Linked DNA regions of Sus scrofa: region 2 is linked to region 1. The links are chromatin contacts, called in public Hi-C maps. All regions are on one chromosome and are shown on one strand. Each heading gives the region's core, a stretch centred on a gene start, on an enhancer-like site or on the middle of the called end of the contact. The rest is flanking DNA. Distances are from core to core; before and after follow the strand shown.

What was found. A called contact is a pair of places that touch in the nucleus more often than the background predicts.
Region 2: a contact with region 1 is called in a Hi-C map of liver, with 6 times the contacts expected there. The contact joins the promoter of LOC100156127 here to the promoter of LOC110261483 in region 1. A contact is called at or near these places in 2 of 5 promoter capture datasets (fetal liver and liver), 19 of 47 Hi-C or Micro-C datasets (alveolar macrophages, blood, embryonic fibroblasts and 12 more) and 2 of 2 datasets of contacts at active chromatin or transcription factors (alveolar macrophages and skeletal muscle).

Annotation. Positions count from the first base shown.
Region 1 is chr7:20,728,636-20,733,245 of Sscrofa11.1, reverse strand. LOC110261483 (histone H2A type 1) reads left to right here and starts at 2,780. Exons shown (of 1, transcript XM_021098433.1): 1 at 2,780-3,306. The coding sequence starts at 2,857. The coding sequence ends at 3,249. It also overlaps the pseudogene LOC110261489.
Region 2 is chr7:20,839,974-20,844,583 of Sscrofa11.1, reverse strand. LOC100156127 (histone H2B type 1-M) reads right to left here and starts at 2,399. Exons shown (of 2, transcript XM_001927939.5): 1 at 2,097-2,399; 2 at 1,925-2,094. The coding sequence starts at 2,355. The coding sequence ends at 1,976.

The DNA.
Region 1 (4,610 bases), core at 1,531-4,030:
TCTTTGGTTGGTCTAATAATTAAATTGATATGACATCAGGGCAGCCCTTCCCAAGATGTGCCACTTTAGCATGCAGATCATCTGGAGCTGAAAGCAATCAAGGCTGAAAAGATGCAGGAAGAACCTTTGAACTTCCCCTTAAATGCCTAAAAGAGTTTAGAGGATCAGTTCCAGGAAAGCAGCTCTCACCACAAATAACTACAGTGTAATTTGAACTTGGTGTGGTAGACAGCGCAGACTAGCAAAGACCGTTTACTAAAATTCCTCTTCTGTTTGGCCCTGCAAACATTCATTTACAAAACATTTGCTTTTCTTCATCTTCCTATGAATTACCTCCCTACCTTTCGAAATCCCAAACCCCTAATCCCTTCTTCTCTCAGGCCCCAATTGTCTAACTTGTCCTTTTTTCTTATGGCCACAAACCCAGAAATTAAATTTGATTTTTTTCCTGTTAATGTCTCATATCAATTTAATTTTAGACAAGCCAGAAAACCTAGAAAAGCAGAGGAAAAAAAATGTCCTCCCCAACAACCACAACTTCTTTCCTCTCCACATGATCTTGTCACCTAGAACACTCTCTGGCACTTAACATGTGCTCAGCAAATGTATTTTGAACCAATGCTGAATGTACTTCTTTCTTGAGTTCTCTTGACTTTCTAATTCACAATGATTATCTTCTTCTCCATGTGTTCCTTTTAACATAAATTGCTTAAAACCTCCAGTTTGGAATGCAGAATATGGTTTATTACTTAAATTTCAGGTATATGCACCCCTCCCTGCCCTTTTCAAAAGAGAGGATAAAATCTTTGAGACAGCATCTGAGACTCAGAACCTGCGTATCTAACCTATCTTTTTACATCTCCACCATCTTTGAAACATTTCAAAGGCACTGAGACAGTGATTACTGATGTTTATTGCTATTGTTGATGGTGAAGATAATGATAAAAACTAAAAAGGAAGTTGAATGTTGTTAAAAACCATAGAAGTCAGAAGACTTGAGAGAAGGTAAAAAAGAAACAGAAAATGAACATCTTTACTTTCCTGTCTGGTTGCCTGGATGAAAACATGGGCCTCTTACAGAATTGGCTTAGTAGTAATTTTTCTCACATACAGGTTCTTGTTCCTTTTACTATCCTGTTTGACATCAGCAGACTTTGAGGCTTCCACCCTTAAAAATTCCTGAAATAGGAAGCTCCTGTTGTGGCTCAGCGGTAATGAGCCTAGCTAGTATCCATGAAGACACAGGTTCCATCCTGGCCTGCCTCAGTGGGTTAAGGATACAGTGTTGCCCTGAGCTGTGGGGTAGGTCACAGAAGTGGCTTGGATCTAGCATTGCTGTGCCTGTGGCATAGGCTGGCAGCTGCAGCTCCAATTCAACCCATAGCCTGGGAACTTCCATATGCCGTGGGTGTGGCCCTAAAAAAAAAAAAAGTCATGAAATAATAATTTGCCTCCATCTGGACCCCATTTATGAGACTGACGCGCTGCTACTGTGCTAAGAAGTCACTGACAGGACCCCATTTATTTCTATCTCATGTATCATTAAGAGAAAAAAGAGTTTTGTTCATAACCTCTCTTGATTTTCTGATGGTTTAAGACCAGACAGACTCTACAGTAATATTAGTATAATGTTTAATAATACATATGTTAATCTCTCTCTCTCTCTCTTTTTTTTTTTAGTGCTACATGTGCAGCATATGGAAGTTTCCAGGCTACCGGTCGAATTAGAGCTACAGCTGCCCACCTGCACCACAGCCACAGCAACTTGGGATCAAGCTGGGTCTGCGACCAACACTGAAGCTCAGGGCCTGACCCACTGAGAGAGGCAAGGTTGGACTCCACATCCTCATGGTCGGATTTGTTTCCGCTGCTCCAAATGGGAACTCCATCGTTAATCTCATTTTGAGTACTTCTGTGCTATGTGTTTGTTCCCTTATTTCCTAAAAGTCCCAAGACTTCATGTACTTATGTGCTGCAAAGTTCTCAGCCTTCTAAGAGCAAGAGGTCCAGTGTAGGAAGATGGAGTTTACTGAAGTACTTACAATACGGTATTTGGCATGAAAGTGAGAAAATGAGGGTAAGACGGTTGGCAGTGGCACTGGGGAATGATGACGACTTTCTCAGTTCAGAGTCCTTGGTCCCATTAACTCAGGTTTACTTTGGACAAAGTGAACAAACTGAGTCTTTCTGTTTCAAAATCTCTAAGACGAGGATAGTGTTTACTGTGCGTACCTTCCAGGATCATATATCGTCTAAAGGCGGTAGATGAATAAAACGGAAGATTTGCTGGATTATCCAATTCTTGCCTTCAGTTTCCATTGCTCAAATAGTTTAAGAAGACTTGGACCAGGACAAAGAATTGCTTGTTTCCTGTCTACCTCTTTTTTTTTTTTTTTGCAAGAGTTAAAGAGCTGGAACAGTTAAAGCAATGCCTGGCATAGAAGTACCTATCCTTTAAATGTTACCTATTTATAAATTGTTATGTGTGTATGCCTTTCCAAAAATCATGAGTCACAATCCCAGTAGCCAAGTGTAAGAACGATGAGAATAATCATTCCTGCATCTGACTGCGTTTAAGGATAGCACTTTGAGAAAACTAAATAGATTCAGTTGTTACTATTACAAAGACACATCAGACAAGATAATACACGAGCAAACAGAACTGACACTAGATGGGAATGCTGTATGCAAATGAAGGATTCTGGTTCTGATCTCCCATTGGTTATTTAATAATAGCCAATGGGAGAATTGCACGCAGTCTCCCTCCAGTTAGTATAAATACTTCTTTCGCCCTCATCTTCGCTCTATTTCGCTTTCTCTTTTGTTTAGAAAGGCTTTCTGTTTTCCTTAGCAGTTATGTCTGGCCGTGGCAAACAGGGTGGTAAGGCTCGCGCTAAGGCTAAGACTCGGTCCTCTCGGGCTGGTCTTCAGTTCCCCGTGGGTCGAGTGCACCGCTTGCTCCGCAAAGGCAACTATTCCGAGCGGGTTGGTGCTGGGGCTCCGGTGTACCTGGCGGCAGTGCTGGAGTACCTTACCGCCGAGATCCTGGAGTTGGCGGGCAATGCAGCTCGCGACAATAAGAAGACTCGCATCATTCCGCGCCACTTGCAGCTGGCCATCCGCAACGACGAAGAACTTAACAAGTTGTTGGGTCGGGTGACCATCGCTCAGGGCGGAGTGTTACCAAATATCCAGGCAGTGTTGCTCCCTAAAAAGACTGAGAGCCACCACAAAGCCAAGGGCAAGTAAAGTATTACTTGTTTGGCAAGGTATTTTGCTTCCTATCAAGAAAAAAAAAAAAAAAAAGGCTCTTTTCAGAGCCACCCATCTTTTCTACTTAAAGAGCTGTTATGCTTTTAATTACTCTCCCCTTATATGAAGGTTTCGGTACCAGGGTAGAAGTCAAAGCTAGCAAGTGAATTACCCGAAAGAAATCTTTAGCCCCAGTAATTGTTCTTGAGGACTTTACCTGTGACATAACCATTTTACTCTAAACTGCCATCCCTGTCCCAGTGGTGAGAGCTTGGGATTTTTCCTTCTGAGTGAGAGAAGGTTATTAGTGATAAGCACAGATTTCTTTAAGGTTAACTTTCGTCAAAAATGCAACACAAAAATAAATATGCATCTAGATTCAGGAGTTTATAAAAGCATTACACATTTTATCGAGTAGATGAGAGTAAATTATAGATCCTTGACACTCCCCTTTAGTTTCAAAATCGTCTCCCTGATTGTCCACAATATTCGTGCCACACCCAAGAAAACCTTAATATTTTAGATGCTACCCAAATGTAAATTTCCCTAAGCATTTCTAAAATATCTTTGGTTTTTGAACTCAACAAAACCCGTTGACGAAGTTCTTGTTGTTTTGTGCGATTATTTTGTAAATTTTAAGAATTCTAGGGCTTTTGAATGCAAGATTATTGTCCACAATAGATATAGAGGCGAAAGGGTAAATAAGATGACGTCAGGGCGTCAGAGTCTTTTTGGTGAACTCATTCACCAATCTGAAAGCCGCTCTTGAGCCCCACAGGCTCAGAAGTAGACCAATCAGGGGAGGGCGCGGGAACGTTTGAATGTTCTTGGGCCCAATAGTCGGAGGTCTAGCTGTATAAAAGAACGGTGGCTGACTCCTTCTCACTAGTTGCTGTAAGACAAACTCCTTGCTTGTTAGTTATGGCTCGTACCAAGCAGACCGCTCGCAAGTCCACCGGCGGCAAGGCGCCGCGCAAGCAGCTGGCCACCAAGGCGGCCCGCAAGAGCGCGCCCGCCACCGGCGGCGTGAAGAAGCCGCACCGCTACCGGCCCGGCACGGTGGCCCTGCGCGAGATCCGGCGCTACCAGAAGTCCACGGAGCTGCTGATCCGCAAGCTGCCGTTCCAGCGGCTGGTGCGCGAGATCGCGCAGGACTTCAAGACGGACCTGCGCTTCCAGAGCTCGGCCGTGATGGCGCTGCAGGAGGCGTGCGAGGCCTACCTGGTGGGGCTCTTCGAGGACACCAACCTGTGTGCCATCCACGCCAAGCGTGTCACTATCATGCCCAAGGATATCCAGTTGGCTCGCCGCATCCGTGGGGAGAGGGCATAAGTTAACCAGTTTCAAGTGTCAATCTT
Region 2 (4,610 bases), core at 1,150-3,649, 110 kb before region 1:
AATCCAGCTAATCTCTTGCCATAGAGCTATCTTCCTAACACAGCCAATGATGTCTCTACCTGCTTAGAAGCTTTCTATAACTTTTTGTCATCTGCATCATAAATCTAAACTTGATTGACATCCACACCCTTCATCATCTTATAACTCAATCTCATCTTTGTTACCCGGAAAGCTCCATGTGGGAGGGGCTTTCGCTTAGCTTGTTCTTCACCATATATTAGTTGTTCTCAGTGTCAAACCAGATAAGCAGCGTCTGTATCTCCTGGCAACTTTTTGCCAATAAGCCAAGTTCTCAGATCTTCCCCCAGTCAATGAAACTGAAACTGGGAGTGGAACAAGTAATCTGTCCTTTGACAAGCTTTCTGGGTGCTTGTGATGCACACTCAAGTTTGCTTTATATCCTCAGTACATAATTTGATTCTTGGCACTTAACTGAATGAACCTGATGGACACTCTTTGGGTTTACCTGGAAGGCCCTCATATCAGGCAGTGTGGATGCTTTCCCAAAGCCATTTCATAATGATTAAGCTGAAATCGGAGTTTTTGATCAATAAACTTTATTTGTATGCTGGGCATAGGTGTATTTCAGGAAAACTCCGAAGACCTGGAGGGTGGAATAGCTCACAGTTTAAAACTGTTGGGGGAGGAGTTTCCACTGTAGCGCAACATGATTGGCGGCATCTTTAGACCGCTGGGGTGCAGGTTCCATTCCCTGCCAGGCACAGTGTGTTAAGAAACCCTCCTTGTCTCAGTTGTGGCTTAGGTCATGTTTGTGGCTCTGATCCGATCCCTGGCCAGAGAACTCCATATGCCGCAGGATGGCCAAAATAAAATAAAATAAAAAAATAAATAAGACCGTTGGGGAGAGGGACTTCCAAACCAGAAAGGAGAGTTAGGTGAGGGCCAGACCTTGCAGGGCTTGTAGCCACAGCCGATTTTTTTCTTTCTTGCTTGCTTCTTAAACCTGTAACCACTGGCATAGTTCCCAGCCTCGGGTCGAATCGCAGCTGCTACAGATGCCGGCCTACACCAGGGCTCACCACAACGCTGGATCCTTAACCCACTGAGCAGAGCCAGGGATCAAACCCGAGTCCTCATGGATACTAATCGAGTTCATAACCCTGATAAGCCACAAGGGGAACTCCCTATAGCAGATTTCAGATTTTATCAAGTTTGGGGGGAGGGGGGGAATCATCCAAAGGCTGTGAAGCACATAAACAGAACAGGAAAGCTGGAGGAAGAATAAGGCCCTGGTCTAGGAAGGGAGCTTGACAGTGATAGGGGCTAATAGGAGGCTGCAGATTATTTTATGTGACCACAATATTAAAACTGTTTATTCTGAACATAGAATTCTGTGAATTTTGCAGGTCCGCTTTGTAAAACGAGTCAGGGAAGTAGGGAGAAGATTGTATATTTAGAAAAAGTCCAATGATGAGAGCCTTTTAAAAATTTAGTTGACTTGAAAGACCTAGGTAAAAAAGGGCTTAAAAGAGTGAGAAAAGGAATTCCACCCAAAAGAACTTGGGCGCGGTCCTGCAGCATCACAGAGGATGTAGTTTTTAGAGAGCAGGATTTCAAAATCTAACTATGGCTTCTCAAATACTATAGGGAGGCGCTTTACATAAAACGGAAAACCAGACTTCACAAAGCGCCGCTATTTGCACAGAGAGCACCCTGTACAAATTTTAAAGGTAATCTAGAGTTCCAAAGGTTGGGGTTAAACCTAGGCAGTTACTAGCTCCCACTTGCTAAAGTTTCTGGAGTCCTGTACACAGGACGGTTGTCCATAACCACAACAGTTAAGTAGATGTACCACAAAAACAGTTAACTTTCAAAGTGTTTCCTAAAGTACCACCTTCACACGAGTTAAATGCAGTTTCTAGGAACTAAAAAGTCCTAGTGAACAACTCAGATTGTGAAAACGTGAGGTGGCTCTGAAAAGAGCCTTTGGGTTTGACAGTGCCTAGAAATAAATTTACTTGGAGCTGGTGTACTTGGTAACGGCCTTGGTGCCCTCAGACACGGCGTGCTTGGCCAACTCCCCGGGCAGCAGCAGCCGCACGGCCGTCTGGATCTCCCGGGACGTGATGGTCGACGCTTGTTGTAATGCGCCAGCCGCGAGGCCTCACCCGCGATGCGCTCGAAGATGTCGTTGACGAAGGAGTTCATGATGCCCATGGCCTTGGACGAGATGCCGGTGTCGGGGTGGACCTGCTTCAGCACCTTGTACACGTACACGGAGTAGCTCTCCTTGCGGCTGCGCTTGCGCTTCTTGCCATCTTTTTTCTGCGCCTTGGTCACGGCTTTCTTGGAGCCCTTCTTCGGGGCTGGAGCAGATTTCGTTGGTTCAGGCATTTTACCTGCCCTTTCTCTGAAGAGAAAAGAAAATGGTGGCTGTGCTGCTGGATCCTGCCTATTTGTAGACAGATTTATGCAAATGAAGACTTGGTTTCCAAACTGCTGATTCGTTCGTTTGTCACAGGCTGCATGCAAACGAGCTACTCTCCCATTGGTCTCCTGAGTCAATTTTCCACCAATCAAGCCAGCTTCTTTAATCTTATCACTGTTTTATAACAATTCCGTTTAGTTTGTCAGTTTTAAAAAATATGACTTTCCAGAGCTTTGACTTGCAAAGGAAGCAAAGCTAGTTGCCCGAGTACCTCTCCGACTTCTAAACCTCCTTTTCAGGTCCTGGAAAAGCTCTGTCTTTACATTTGAATCTAATAGGGAAAGGAAAAATAGAGAATAGGCGATCTGCGGTGGTACAGAAAATACCAAAGACAGCGTTTCCCACAGCACACAAAACACACAAATATAGCAGGAAATAAAATTACATAAATAAAATTACATCCCTTGAAGGGAGATAAGAATAGAATTTCGTGACCCACATGTCCTTCATAACGGAGGATCAAATCACTCCTTTTAACTGCAAGCGCGGATAAGAAAGTTCTTCATTCTACCTACTGAAAAGAATTAAAAAAATAAAAGAATAAAAGTTAGCAGGTTGGCCTTTAACACTTTTACTTTAATTTTATTATCACCACCATCATCTTTGGCTGAAACTGGCTTCTGAGCAGATAATTCTGCCATTACCATTGTTCTCCGGTGGCTGTTGGTGAGAATGTTGAACGCTAACCACCTGATGTAGGTCCTCAGATCTTTGTCCCTTTTGGAGAAAGAATTTGACAAAGAGACTGAAGGTAGTGAGGTAATTATTTAAAGAGAGAAGAGAGAGAAGAAGGTGCATAGAAAATACAAAAACAGGCGGGGTGGGGTGGGGAGGGAGAAAGGGAGATATAAAGACAGACAGAGAAAGAAGCAAGAGAGGAAGAGAGCAACATGTCCTTGCGAGGCCTTTTAAATCATTTAGGGTGGAGGTGGAGGGGATTTTCCGGTCCTGGCTCAGTGGAATCGACTCTGCTTAGAATCCCTGAGGACACAGGTTCCATCCCTCGCCCCAGTGGCTTAAGGATCTGGTGTTACCATGAGCTGAGGCCTTCTACTGGACAATGCTCTTGCTTCCTCTGGCTTTGGCAGGATGGATTTAACACAAGGTTCTCGGAGAAGTTGTCAGGAGGTACTGTGGTCTGGTCCCTCCTTTCTCAGACCCCTGAGGAACCTTTCTGCTAGTGTATCTTTGATCTCAAGAATGAGAAATACTCTCTCTCTTTTATCCTAGCAGGATACATCTTTTATCTTGAAGTTATCTCCACAGGGAACAGATTACATTTGCTCAGCCTGGGATCCATCTATCTCCTGCGCAGCCATTTTTCCTTTCTGCAGAGAAGTGTCCTCCCTGAAGCTGACTTTATCCCTAACCCTTCCCAGGCTTCCCGCGTGTGCAGTAAATCCAGAGCAGGAAGCTGCATGTAGCAGGCAAGCAACCAACAAGGGCACACTCCTGTGCTTACTCAATCTTATCTTTCTTTTTCACAAAATAGTTAATTGGTTTCTCTCACTTCCGTATTGAGGAGAATTCAACTTCTTGATTTCTTCCTTATTCCCAGTTTAGCCAGTGTAGCAATGTGCTGAATAAAGCCAACATACTTTATTTGCATTCATTTAATTAATCATAGACCCCTACCTGATTATTTCTTTTCTTTTTCCATTAAAAAAAAAAAAAGTAAACAAGAGTGTTAGGTTCACCTCAGGAAAAAAAGAAAAACGAAACCTGACTCCAAGCTCTCGCCCTGCTCTGGAGAAACGTAACTAAGACAGGACTAAGTCATCCCCCAAATCATGTGACTCAATCTTAAAAACTACCTCACCCAGGAGAGTGTCTAAACCTCTGCTCATATCCCACTAACAAGTCTCCCAAGCTGATTGGTCTGTTCCTCTTTTCACCCTATTTACATAGTTTGTTGAAAGTACACAGATTGGTCTCTTCCTTTTCACCCTATTTTAACATAAGAAATGGCCAATCAGCTTCTGCACAGAAACCTCCTTTCTTGGCACTCACGTCTGATCTCCCTCCCCCAACAGGCTGACTGCTGACCTCCTTTGTGAATCAGCCCGGTAGTATACCCTGCAAATAAAGTCTTTTATGCCTGATCTCGGGTCTTGTCCTTTCGGCCGCCCTTACAAAGAGAACCTGGGACAACGTGTCTTTC